Regions from separate parts of the Mus musculus genome. Here region 2 is linked to region 1. The links are chromatin contacts, called in public Micro-C maps. All regions are on one chromosome and are shown on one strand. The core of a region is the stretch at or near the end of the contact, and the rest is flanking DNA. Distances in the headings are between cores, read along the strand shown.

Region 1 (6,169 bases), core at 2,316-4,815:
GTTCTTAGACTTTTGCTGTTCGTAAATTCCTGTTGTTTTTGTCCTTAACCTTTCCAAGAATTGTGTTATGTTGAAGAAAGCATTTCGGTTACTGTGTTTTCTGTCACAATCTATCCATTAGCCCAAGTCAGTTCATTTGAAGAGAATGTGAACTCTAAAGATTCCTTGGGGTTTTTGTTGTTGTTGTTGTCATTTATTTTGTGGCTTTAAAAGTATTACTTTAAAATATCACTTCTGGCCACGGTTTTCAGGGCAGGCCCTTACCTCCTGAGCATGGTAAGGCAGGTCCACCGCCCTTCCTCCTTCAACGCCAGTGCCCCTGTCTCGCTGTGGCGCTCATGCTGGCTGGCCTCATGGGAAGCTTTTACAGAGAGGAACTAGAGTAAAGTTTCCTCTGACCTTCAGGGGCTCTGTTGAGCAAACAGAGCCACATGTGGCATTTTCTAAGTGACCGAGGCACCTGTGTGTCATTCTTCATGTGGCCGTTCTCATCCTGCTGCTCTGAGCCACTGGGACACACGGTTTCCTCTTAATAACCGCTACATAAGACTGTCTTGTAATGTGATGCTCTCAAGAAAAGTATACAGATGAGGGGCCACCGAAGGCAGAGCTGCATCTTAGGGACCATTAATAAAACACATTCCAGGTGGCAGGAAGGTGGCTGGGACGATGCTCATGCTCATGAAGCCGTCAGAGTCACCTTTGACTTCCATGGGTGCCCAGCTCTCCTGTTCCCACAGCCAGGCGGGGGCTCACACACAGCCACCTTGTGGTTTCCTCACATCTCTGTTTGGGTTTCTGAGAAACAGGTACTTTGGGGTACCTTCTTTCTCAGCTCTACCAGGTAAAGCAGCTAGTGCCTGCTTCCTTTCCCAAGAACCACTTAGAGATCAAGGGTGGAGATGGGACCAGACTCTATTCATTCCACAGAGATCCTGAGTGAGCCTTAGTCTCCTTCAGGGCATCTTCAAGGTGATTCTTTCTCAGTGACACTTAAGATTTAAAGACAGGTGATTCACTCCATTCCCAATATATTTTTCAATCACAGCCATTTTAATGGTTAGCTGTGTGTGAGCTTCAGTGCAATTAGCAGTTTTGAACAATCAGCTCTTACAAGATGTCTGCTCTCTTCCAGGAATCCTCTTCCCAGCTGCTTCCCTGGCTGCTCTCCTTGCCCCAGCCCCCACCTCTCACCACGTTGACCGAGCCCTTCTACCCTTCCTCCTCTTATATTGTCTATGTTCTTAGTCTCATTCTGATCTTATGCCCCACAATGAAGAAATTCCCACAAGGGAAGGAATCAAACCATACATCTCTGTAATAAATCCATTTCCATCCCTGTCACATTTTCCCATGGCCCCTAGATTCTAGGATGGTAAGAGGCGCATGTAGAGTAATTTTTGGTGTCACCCCACAGATGCCAATCTAAACAGCCCAGTCCTCCTCACCCTGTCTCTCTGCCCCAAATCCAGTCTGTGTGAGTGTTCACACAGCTCTTCTTGTCAGAAGGACACACGTTGATGCGTATATTGGTCTCTCTGCAGATCCCTCAGGCTTGATGGGTGTTTGGAGAACACAATGCTCTGGTTAGGTTCAACAAGGCAAACGGAAACTCATGCTTCAATCAGCTGTGGGAGTTTCAGAATTCCGAATGTTCTTCCGTCTCTCATAATTTCAGTTTATAGTGAATTGCAGGAAGTGTGGTGTGCACATGAAGTCATTCCCATTACCACCCTCTAGGCATTGATTTTAGAGGAACGAGAGTGTCACACACTGGGGGTCAGTTAACTGAGTGTGTGTTGTGAAGGCTCAGGTTGGAAGCGATCATCCCATGTGTGGATCCTGCTGACAGCGATGCACTTTCACTAATTGGATGTGGGAAGCTGTTTGGCACTTCACTTTCCTGAGTGTCACTTTCATAACCTCTCACAACCCCTGCCCACCTACAGAGTCTGTCACATGGCCTCTCCCCCCCCCTGCCCACCCCCCTCCTCACCAGTTTGACACAAGTCTTATTACTTTCTAAATAGCACTTAGTCTGTCATATGGAGCATTAGCCTTGAAGATTTGCAGCCCATGTTGTAATTTTTTGAGGATGAAAATTGGTTAAATGACAGGAGAAATATGGTAGTTCACAAAGAAAATTCTTTGCGAGTTTCATTTTCTGTTCTAATCATTCATACCCTTGTCAGTAACCTCATTAGGTCAAGGGCTCTGAGGCATTTTGTACAAAATGGGTGTGTGTTCCAGTGACTGTGGCACACACCTTTAGAATCTGAGCAGTGACTTTCCTTTCTGTTTGGGAGAATAGTCATTTTCAAATGTTTCTAATTTTTAACTTGGAACATTAATATCGCACACAGAGGTTTGCCTCAGGAGCCCATTGAAGCTAGATGTTCCAGTTCCTCTCACATTTACCCCAAGTCTGAAAACTCCACACACTTGAGCCAGCAGCGTCTAAGGTCAGACAGATGAGGTCGAGAGTTGTTGGATGTTACTCTTTTACTACTTTTATTTGGCTGATAGTTCCCAGACATCTGAGGCAATGTGCCTGTGCCACGGATTTGAATATTAAAGGATTCCTTCCTTCCTGGAATAATAATGAGAAGAACAGCCAAGTTCATGTTGATTGTGGAGGCAGGGAGAAACCTCCCTATCTCTCTGGGCATGTCTGGGTAACAGCCTTGTGGCGCCATGCTGCCAGCTCACATCTGGAGGAGCTGGTCAGCACGAAACAGACGCTGATGGGAACTGGGTCATCAGAGCAGCCAGGCATGCACAGGACTCTCTTCTTGCGGTGACAGACATCACACTTCCTTCATGCTAATTTTGACAGTGACACCTTGCTCTGAAACATGAAGACATTCGTTACCGTGAGGTTCGGAATCAAGAGGTAAAAGTCAAACTAGTTCCAAGGATTTATAAAATGTCACCTCCTCGTTCCCATAATCCTCCTGCTATTAAGGTGTGGAGTCAAGAAAGGGGACTCTGAAAGGAGTTGTGAGTTCTCACATAGGCATTGTTGAGACTTCTTGGTTGTAGATGCCAGAAAGGGTGCTTATTTCATAGGGACCATTCATCCTCTGAAAGAAGTCACTCTTGTAAGAGAAATGGACAGCAGGAGGACATGGAACAGTGACATTCAATGAGTCCTTGTCACCAACAGTCATTAGCATGCAAGCTGGCTGTTAGTTTTCTGTGTTTTATGTTATAGTCTTGACCAAGGGGGAACTCCTAGAACAAAAGAAGCAGTTAATATCACAGGAATTATTTCTTTCTGGAATGCTTTGTATTTTTAGCACCAATGAGATCCTTCTCCATCCCAGTGTGCCTCTAAAAATTTAAAGAGAATCAAAGAATGCATAATTTATATCTGTCCCAGAGGCAACAGAGTGACTCACTGGTGTCCATGAAGGAATGACTTTAAATTTCATGTCTTATGCAAGAGGTGATTTTTATGTGAAAACTGCAAGAACTGGCCTCAGGGATCTCTAGGTAATTATCCCTCTAGCAGCAGAGAGAGGTTCCAGTGGGATTATTGCTGAGAGCAGTGGTAGATCAGCTATGCCCTGGTGAATCATGGTGAATCATGGTTGCCACAACGGAACACATAGCAACCGTTACCCTGCACAGAGCACACCTCACTTTAACCCCAAAGAGCTCCACTGTGGCTTGTGTGTCTCAAAGCACAGCTGAGTCTAGATTTCCTGTGGAAGAATTCAGGGCTTGCTTATCACAACAGTCCCTCAAACTTGTTTCCTTCACTTTGCTCCCCAGGGCATTCTGATGATGGAGCCAGTGAATCCATTAGTCCTTGACTCCCCTCTGCTGCTTGCATTGTGCCAGAGGCTCCTTACCCAAACGCCAGGCATATGGAATGCTGGATTTGGAAAGGCCTTGGTAGCTTCTAAGAGGAGAGATGTCAAAATTATATTCTTCCATCCTCAGCTTTGTAAAAATCCACGTCTTATTCTTTGAGCCAATCTAGTTTTTGCATTTCATGGCGATTGTTTTGTTCTCTGAGAAAATCCCAATGCCAAGGAACAAAATTGTACAGCCTACCTAGTAAGGGAAGGGACTTCTCTAAGCAGCAAAAGGCTAGAAGACCTGGGAAGACCTATATTTGAGCTTGATTTCCCTATTGCCTCTTGTTTATCAATGTACACTATATATATATATATATATATATATAAATGTACTTTAGATTCCAGATGGCAATCTTTATTTTTCATCAGACAATTGTCATGATAAGCCCATGGTCTCTTAATATGTGAAAAGCTTTCTGGATATCAGAGTGCCCTATCCCCTTGTGTCCTTTGTTCTTTTTGTCTCTGGGATGAGTCTAGTTCCTGGCCCCTCCCACAACAATATGTAAATATGTAGAAAGCAAACATGGGTTAAGAGATTTGCCATTGTGACCCCTTCATCTCTCAAACAAGGACTGGAGGCCTTGGGTCCCTTTTCTCTTATTTGTATAACAAGCTCTACCAAAACTGATTTTAAGCAATAACCATTCCACACAGCTTCTCCCACGAGTTCAGATGTCGCTAAGCAAAAGCAAGAGACAGACAAATTCTATTTGTATCCATGATGATATTTGTTACCAATACGGCTGAAGTGGAGAATGTGGCACACATGTACACTGCAGCCACTCAGAAGCAGAAGACGCCTCAGCCATCCACCAAGCTGAGCTGCTTAGCCCCAGGCCTGTATCTGGGCAGCTTGTGCAAGGTGGAAGCGAACAGTGGGTCATCGATTCTGTGCAACTGAGGAGCTTGTGGGAGAATAAATCACTATTTCTCAAGGAGAAATGGAAGCAGAGGCTATAGGCTTTACAGAGACTACTTTGCCTCTCTTCTCTGGAACTAGGAGGAATGGGGGAAAAGATATCCTATCAGTACCATCAAGGGTAGTGGAACCACCTCCTGGTTCTTGTAGGAAGCACAGAATCTACCTGCCTTTGCTTATTTGCGAATGCATCTTTCCCCATTACTCATTTTTCTTCCCATCCCCTGCCCATCTTGGCAGGCACAGAAGGCTTCTTCCATAGCCAGTCTCTAGGCTGAATCTGGATGACACCCAGCCCTTTGCCCTGACTGGAGCTGCTTTACCCGGTCCTTTGCCAGCACAGATACAGCTGTGAGTCAGGACCTGCTCTCCCCTGAACACTCTTTCCCATAAAGTCTACAGTGTTCCCATGTCTGTTTAGTTTTTGATCCTTGTGACCATCATGAGACCCTAACCTGATTGATGCTCATTTTTATTCTAAATTCCCCTTGCCTTTGGTACAGGCTTCTAGGCTGTTCTCTATCATTCCCCTCTGTCATTCTCCTCATAGTTTCTTCAGGGCTCCTCAAATTGTTAGACCAAATGTCAGGTAAGCTGTGGGGTTCTTGTCTTTCATTGCATCCCCTTTCAACAACTGGCTTTAAACCCTGCCTGTGTATGGATGGACACCCTCCCCACCCCCCGCCAACGTCTATCTTCAGTTTGAAGGCCTATATTCAGCTCTTGTTTGAGGTTTCCAATTTTATGTTTTCTTCTGTGGCATAGCTAACTGGGAGTTTTAAATGTAAATGTTTTCAAGTGAAACAAATTATATTTTACGTTATAATCCTTTCCTATTTTTTCATTTCCTTTCTTGGTTAAATTCATCAATATTCCATTTGCTTCCTAAATAGAAAGTCTTGAAGACATCCTCAGTTATTTTTAGTGTCTTGAACAATGTTCGATATTAAAGAAGCAGACACCTAGAAGGGGCGCCATGAGGCTCAGGAGTTCAAGATTATCATCAGCTGTGTGTCAAGTTCAGTGCTATCTTAGGCTGCACATCGAATCAATCAACCAATAAATAAAGTAGTCAGAAAGGAAAGGAAGAGCAGAGAACACTGAGACAATGCTAAGTATTTTGCTCATGACGTTTATAGACATTAGTTTGAACTGATTTTAAAAGCATATACTTATATGTGACTATCGAGCTAATTATGGGTGAGACATAGACTACTTGAATGAGTCAGGGTTCTCTAGAGTCACAGAATTTATGGGTTGTCTCTCTATATTAAGAGAATTTATTGTAATGACTTACAGTCTGTAGTCCAACTAACCCAATGATGGGCAACTGTGAATTGGAAATCCAAGAATCTAGTAGTTGCTCTGCCCCACGAGGCTA
Region 2 (6,169 bases), core at 1,440-3,939, 130 kb after region 1:
CCTGTCACCAAGGATCATATACACACCCCCGCCATTGCTGTCCCGATTTAATGAGAGTGCTATAAATCTGTCCCCCGTGACTTTATTTAAAGCTCTCTTAAAATATACCACAATATTTTGTGTATTGTTTTGGTCTCTTGGTTAATGAATTCTGAGATTCCTTCTCATGCTATAAAAGCTTGCTTTATTTTCCTTCTACAGTGATATTCTTTCCGCCATGAACAGTAAGCCCTAGGTTTAGCATTTCATGAGCTGGTAAGAGCGTGTTTATGTTGCCAAGACTCCCCTTATCTTTCTGAGCCATCTTCTCTAAAGAGGTTTACTTCAGTTTTCTGGTTGATAAACCACCATTTTTATATAAGAAAACATTGTATTTAGCATGCATGGATTAAAATCCCTTGACATTTTTCTGAAAGTAAAATTTTGAAGAGGAAAACAAGATTTTAAAGAATAAAAGTACCATTGTCGTTAGATACACGCAGTGAAAGTGGTCTCTGAGTAAACTTGCTAAAGGAAAATCCTCTCCCCGCCTCCACTGTGCCCCACCTCCACGGTGCCCCGCCTCCACGGTGCTCCGCCTCCACGGTGCCCCGCCTCCACGGTGCCCCACCTCCACGGTGCCCCACCTCCACGGTGCCCCGCCTCCACTGTGCCCCACCTCCACGGTGCCCCGCCTCCACTGTGCTCCGCCAGCTTCACACAGCCTGGTCCTGGTCCCTGGTCCCTGCCAGAGCTCCAGCCCACTTCCTCTGTCTCTTCCCACTAAGGACTCTTGCATCCTTTCAGAATTTGCCAGATTTTCCTGCTCTTGGCATCTTCCTTGTGCCACACATGAAAATAATGTTGTCCTCTCTCAGCCATGCACTTCTACAACAGATGCTTATCTTTCATATCAGGTATCTTAAGACCCATGACCAACCGCCTGTATTTTAAGACCCATTATTCTGTGCATGGAAGTAAAGGCTGACGAGTATGCAGGATTTAATTTCTTAATGACCGTTTTTTTTTTTTTTTAATCTGACAAAAGCCCTATAAGTGCCAACACCATGACTATTTTATGTCTTTTTTTTAATAGGATAAAATATACAGGAAGTTAATTTAGTTTAGTTTCTAATGAATTGGAAAACATTACCCTCCTATACTTTCAAGGTCTTGGTTTTAAAAAGAACTTAAAGTTGGTTGCTATGGGGGCATAAAGGACAATCGTCACAGGATATCACCAAAGAAGATGGCTTTTCACAGCCTCCTTTCTCAGTGGGCCTGGAAAGTGTGTGTGTTTGGGGGAAGGGAGGGGAGGCTATGCATATTGTGCTACAAAACAGGAGCCCAGATCACCAGCCCCTAAGCTGCCAATACCCACATGTCACTGTAATGCAGAGCGCTGGTGAAGTGGGTGCCCATCAAAGCCGCCAGGGACACCTGGGTTCTACTCTGCTCTACATTATAGACTTTTGGCCAGAACAGCACCCTCTGTTCCATCAGTTTCACATATTCAAATGAACATGAAGGAAAGCAACCAATGTTCTCTGGTAAGACAACACCATCCCCACCCACCAACCTGGTAGGGATTATGCTAAGTGCTTCTTGCCTCTTTATGCTTTGAGAACCAGCTGAAGGACCCAAATACAGAGATCCTTCCCACCCCAGGCTACCATGAATACAAAATGGGACATATAAGGAACACAGAACACTGGTTGTCAGAATGCCACTGTTCAATTCCATTAGTGGATACAAGTTTAATAATTTTACTACAGCTGTGTGGTCAAGAGATATGTTTACTTATTTATTTCTACATGTGCCTTTAAAGTACTCATTTTTTGTCTCATTGTATACAAATGGTGAAGTCCTTCTTTTAAAATATATTTCTTTCTGTCATATACTAGGTTGAACTATATGAAAGCGCTAATATTTGGCTAGCTTTTAAATCCACAGAAACAGCAATTTCACATGGCTCAGAGCAAATTTAACTATTAAAAATTAAAATAATGGTTTTCTGTTCCCTGTTAAATCCCACACCTTAGGGAATGCTGAAGTTAGAGAGGCAAGAATTGATCATGTAAGGTGCCTCAGAGAAGGTGGGCCTTGATGTGAGTCAGAAAGGAGGGAGGCGTGGAGAAGTAGTGGGTACACACAAGGCAGCAAATGTGAATACCAGCAGCCTGAAGGGAAGCTGTAGGGCCATGGCGAGCACTCCTGTCCCCTTTGATAAAAATTCTCAAATTCTGTATTAATTTCTGAAAAGCATGCTTCCACAGCCTGTAAGCAGTTTCAAAACCTCTCTCATGGCAGCTGAAAAATTATTCTTGCACCGTTACTATTGCCTTGAGTGGGCGCTAGTATTTCTATTACAGAATATGTGGTTGTTACAGAATGGCCATCCTGGCAGTGGTTCTGTAGCCTGAGTCAGCAGGCGTGCATCCAACTTCATGAAGACAGCTGCCTGGGCTGTCAAGTCCCTATGAAGGGTCCAGTGCCAAGGTTAGCAGCTGATAGGCTGAGACTCCCTCCAGTGCCTTCTGGAAGCTGCCCGGACCATTCCTGTGGACATCTTCTTGTCTCTCTGGCCAAATCCTGCTTTACTAAGACTTCAGCCTCCGGCTCTTGTCCTTACCGGTTACCCCTAATGGGTAACCACCCAGCACATTCCTCAGAGCTGACTTATGAGAGTCTACCAAAGGTCATTTTCCCAGCTTGGGTTTGTAGAACTGCCGTGCCCCCATCAGGCCTGGCGTAGCCCAGCTGGAGGTGTGTTCCAACAGAGAACAGAGCGGCATCTGGCCAGTGGGCCATGGAACAACATGAACCATGGCTTTGGAATGAACGAAAGGGGAACAACTATTTTCTACTGTGTCGAAAACTCCGCTGACTGCTCCGAGGCAGGGAGCTGTGCCATGTAAGCTATAACTGAGGAAAGTGGGGGCAGGATTTCTTATCTCCTTCTATTTTTTTTTAAAAAGAATGCATAAGTACAGGTATGATTTTATTTACTTACTTTCCTTTTGAAAGATCTTATTTTTCTAGACCACTTCTAAGTTCTTAGTGATACTGAACAGAAGGTAGGGAAATGTCCCCTGCACTCCTGTACTCAGATAGGCACTGACACGCCTACCCCCACCCCGCACCATTACTAATACTCCCAGCAAAGTCGTACATTGCCTACAATTGACAAATCTACATGGCTGCATCATTCAAACTCCATAACGTGTTTGTTGTATGAGATTAATTATCTCTAATGGCAGAATAAAAGAATCATGACTAGTCCCTTGAATTAATGATACCCTTTTTAAAAAGTCAACAATAATAACCACACACACACATGAAAAAATAAAACAACAACAACAACAACACAGATCCTAAGCTAATCTCAGGGCTGAGTGAGATAGAGGCTAAAGTACTTACAAATCTTTTAAATGTCAGCATCATCTTATTTCTTCTGGATGCAGCAAGCTGTAACTTCTGGTGATTACATTTTCCTTCAAGATATAGAGAATTATATTTATTTAAGTGAATCGCCCGATATGTTTATATATTTGCATTTCTGAATTTAGTTTTTCCTTATTAATATATTGTAATCATGTAGGAATAGGAAGGGCAGACGATATGGAGCCTGACTCCTGAAGATGGTTAGCTACTCATGGGTCCCCAAATGAGGGGGCATATCATGCCATGGCAGAGCGAGGGGTGGGATGCACTCTATCATTCTCAGGAGAGGAACGCTAGGCAAGGACCCTTATTGTGCTTTCCCAGGAAAGAAGACAGGTGTAGGCTTGGCTAGGCCAGATAATTTAAACAGATTTAGGGGTGAGGAACCATCTGCAATTACCTGCCATGCCTCATCTAGCTCCGGCATAGTGGGGGCAGAACTGTGACCTAGCGCAGGAGAAACCCAGAGCCAAAAGCATTTGGGAGATGGTGGGATCCTGGTCTGTGGGTTCTCATCTGTAGAGTGGCTCCCAAGTGACCCTATGATGTCTGGAGAAACCGGCTACCCCCAGGAGAACTAGTTTCCTCCAGGGTCCTTAAGGCCACAGACATCATCATCATCAAAAGTACAGAAAGTAGAGATATAAGAAATGCAGTGTGCACGCATATATGCATATGCAGTCACAGTCATAATGACTATTCAGTGAATTTGAGTGTGTGGGAGAGGCAGGATTTATGTATATACTATTAGGCACTGTTTTGGCTTGTGGCAATTCAGCAGAAAGAAACATTTTTAAATGATTAAAAATAAGTCTATCCCTGTGGAAGGCTAATTTATCAAGGGAATCTCCATGTGATATAAATTCAGATCCCAAGAAATCTATAGAGAAAACTAAGGCTTATAGAAAGAAGCTAACCAGGGTTGCAGTTATAGTTAGAGGCCAGTGAAGGGCCAAGAACGAGGACTTGGGTGGGGTCAGCAGAACTGGGCTAAGGGGAGGGAGAGGGCTGGCATGCAGGGACCTCGGGGGCACCAAATGCAGCATCACCAAGCCAAGATCATGCCTGGCAGTCTCACAGGAGATTAACAGTCCCCGTGCTTCCTGAGAGGAAACAAGTCTCAGAGCCTGGGCTTGCAGAAGATACTGGCAGCCAGACACTGAAGGGCCTTGGAGACCAGGTAAACATGGTAGGAAGCTGCCTGGATATGTGACTGTAGTCCACACTGAAGCCATCTGAGCATGAGAGTTTAGCTCCAGCCTCAAAATGCAAATTAAGTCGCCATTGCTTCTGTCCTCTGTCTCCTGCTCTCAGCTATCAAACTATCTGATAGTCGTTTGAGATGCCTAGGTTTACAAATGGCAAAGTTTAAGATCTGCTTTCCCAGAGGTCTACATTTACAGGTTATTTTTATAGTTTCAAACAAATCAGACAAATAAAACCTCCCCCCTGCCACGCGAAAGGACAGCTTTGGGTCATGACTGGAGTCACATTCTGTACCACTGAGTGCTTTGGCGTCTATGGGGCATTTAAGTAAAATGGAAAACAATTTTAAAAACTGCCACACTTCTGGTAAATGTGGAGGGGGAGAAAAGCTGTAAACAATCAACAATTTGCTTTTATTTTCTATTAAACTGGAGCGGTTTCTGCACTGATACCGTTTACAGAATACAAAGTAAAATCCACCCACAGTCCACTTACTGTAAGAGCGCCCACAAAGAAAACCTCATTTCAAATCTAATTGTGGACATTGTTCCTTCATTAAAAATTCATAGGGTTTGTGAATGTGTCACATAAGTACAGGCATCTCCATTATTCCCCAGCTCCTTCCCCTTCCAGTTCTGATCAGAATTTCAAAACACTCGTGTCTAGAAAGGTGTTCTCTGAAGAGCAACCAAAGAAAAATAAACGAAGGAAGGAAACACATGACGAGTATAAAGAAAAGCACTCACCAAACAAATAGCCTGGAATCTCCTCTTCCTTCCACTTATACAGGGAAATCTACAGGGGCTCTGACTTATACAGGGAAATCTACAGGGGCTCCCGACCGTACCTTTCACCTTGAATCACACCACTGTATCTCAGCAACTCATATGTGTGCTGTTAGCAGTCATTGAAGAGGTTGTCTTGCCTTGTTGTGAGCCAGCAGAAGAGACTGAAGCAGTGTGCTGCTCTTCATTGCTTCTATGCCCGGACTCTTCTTTCCTCCACTCAAATGGAAAGACCAGAGTGCCAGGTCATGGGGTCGTGCTGTGCACGGTATTTGTTAGAAATGGACGAGACAGGTAGTGCGGTGCAGCCAGAGAGTTTGACAAGAATGGTCAAAAGTCGAGCCTCACTTGCTTATGCTTTGTATGTTTTTATACATTTGCACCAGGAATATTGTAATGTTGTTCTGTACCCTTAACAATGCTTCTTTCTTTTTTTTTTTTTTTTAGATTTATTTTTTATTAATATATGTAAGTACACTGTAGCTGTCTTCAGACACTCCAGAAGAGGGAGTCAGATCTTGTTGCGGATGGTTGTGAGCCACCATGTGGTTGCTGGGATTTGAACTCTGGACCTTCGGAAGAGCAGTCGGGTGCTCTTACCCACTGAGCCATCTCACCAGCCCCCAACAATGCTTCTTTCAATGGTAGGCTCCACATAGGATGCCGGCCCCATAAAAATATAACAGCGCTAATGTTTTCCTATAAGTGGTCATGGTTGCAATGCAAGACAGTACATGCTCTCTATTGTACTGCCA

Evidence for each region. A called contact is a pair of places that touch in the nucleus more often than the background predicts.
Region 2: a contact with region 1 is called in a Micro-C map of muscle stem cells, with 2.2 times the contacts expected there. The contact joins two enhancer-like sites. A contact is called at or near these places in 1 of 15 datasets of contacts at CTCF or cohesin (the NIH/3T3 cell line) and 4 of 484 Hi-C or Micro-C datasets (adipose-derived mesenchymal stem cells, muscle stem cells, myocytes and 1 more).

What each region holds. Positions count from the first base shown.
Region 1 is chr14:77,348,581-77,354,749 of GRCm38.p6, forward strand. All of the region lies in intron 3 of Enox1 (ecto-NOX disulfide-thiol exchanger 1), which reads left to right. Among named protein-coding and RNA genes, the nearest start is that of Gm41217, 19 kb to the right of the region's middle. Within about 2 kb of position 3,566, at least 55 of the 459 cell types and tissues checked have an H3K27ac peak or open chromatin away from gene starts, as enhancers often do. A contact at or near this core is called in the NIH/3T3 cell line and muscle stem cells, where this site is marked.
Region 2 is chr14:77,482,607-77,488,775 of GRCm38.p6, forward strand. The region is part of intron 5 of Enox1 (ecto-NOX disulfide-thiol exchanger 1); the gene reads left to right. It overlaps Gm6994 (predicted gene 6994), which reads right to left. Exons shown (of 6, transcript NR_033141.1): 4 at 3,400-3,473. Among named protein-coding and RNA genes, the nearest start is that of Gm6994, 21 kb to the right of the region's middle. Within about 2 kb of position 2,690, at least 59 of the 459 cell types and tissues checked have an H3K27ac peak or open chromatin away from gene starts, as enhancers often do. A contact at or near this core is called in the NIH/3T3 cell line and muscle stem cells, where this site is marked.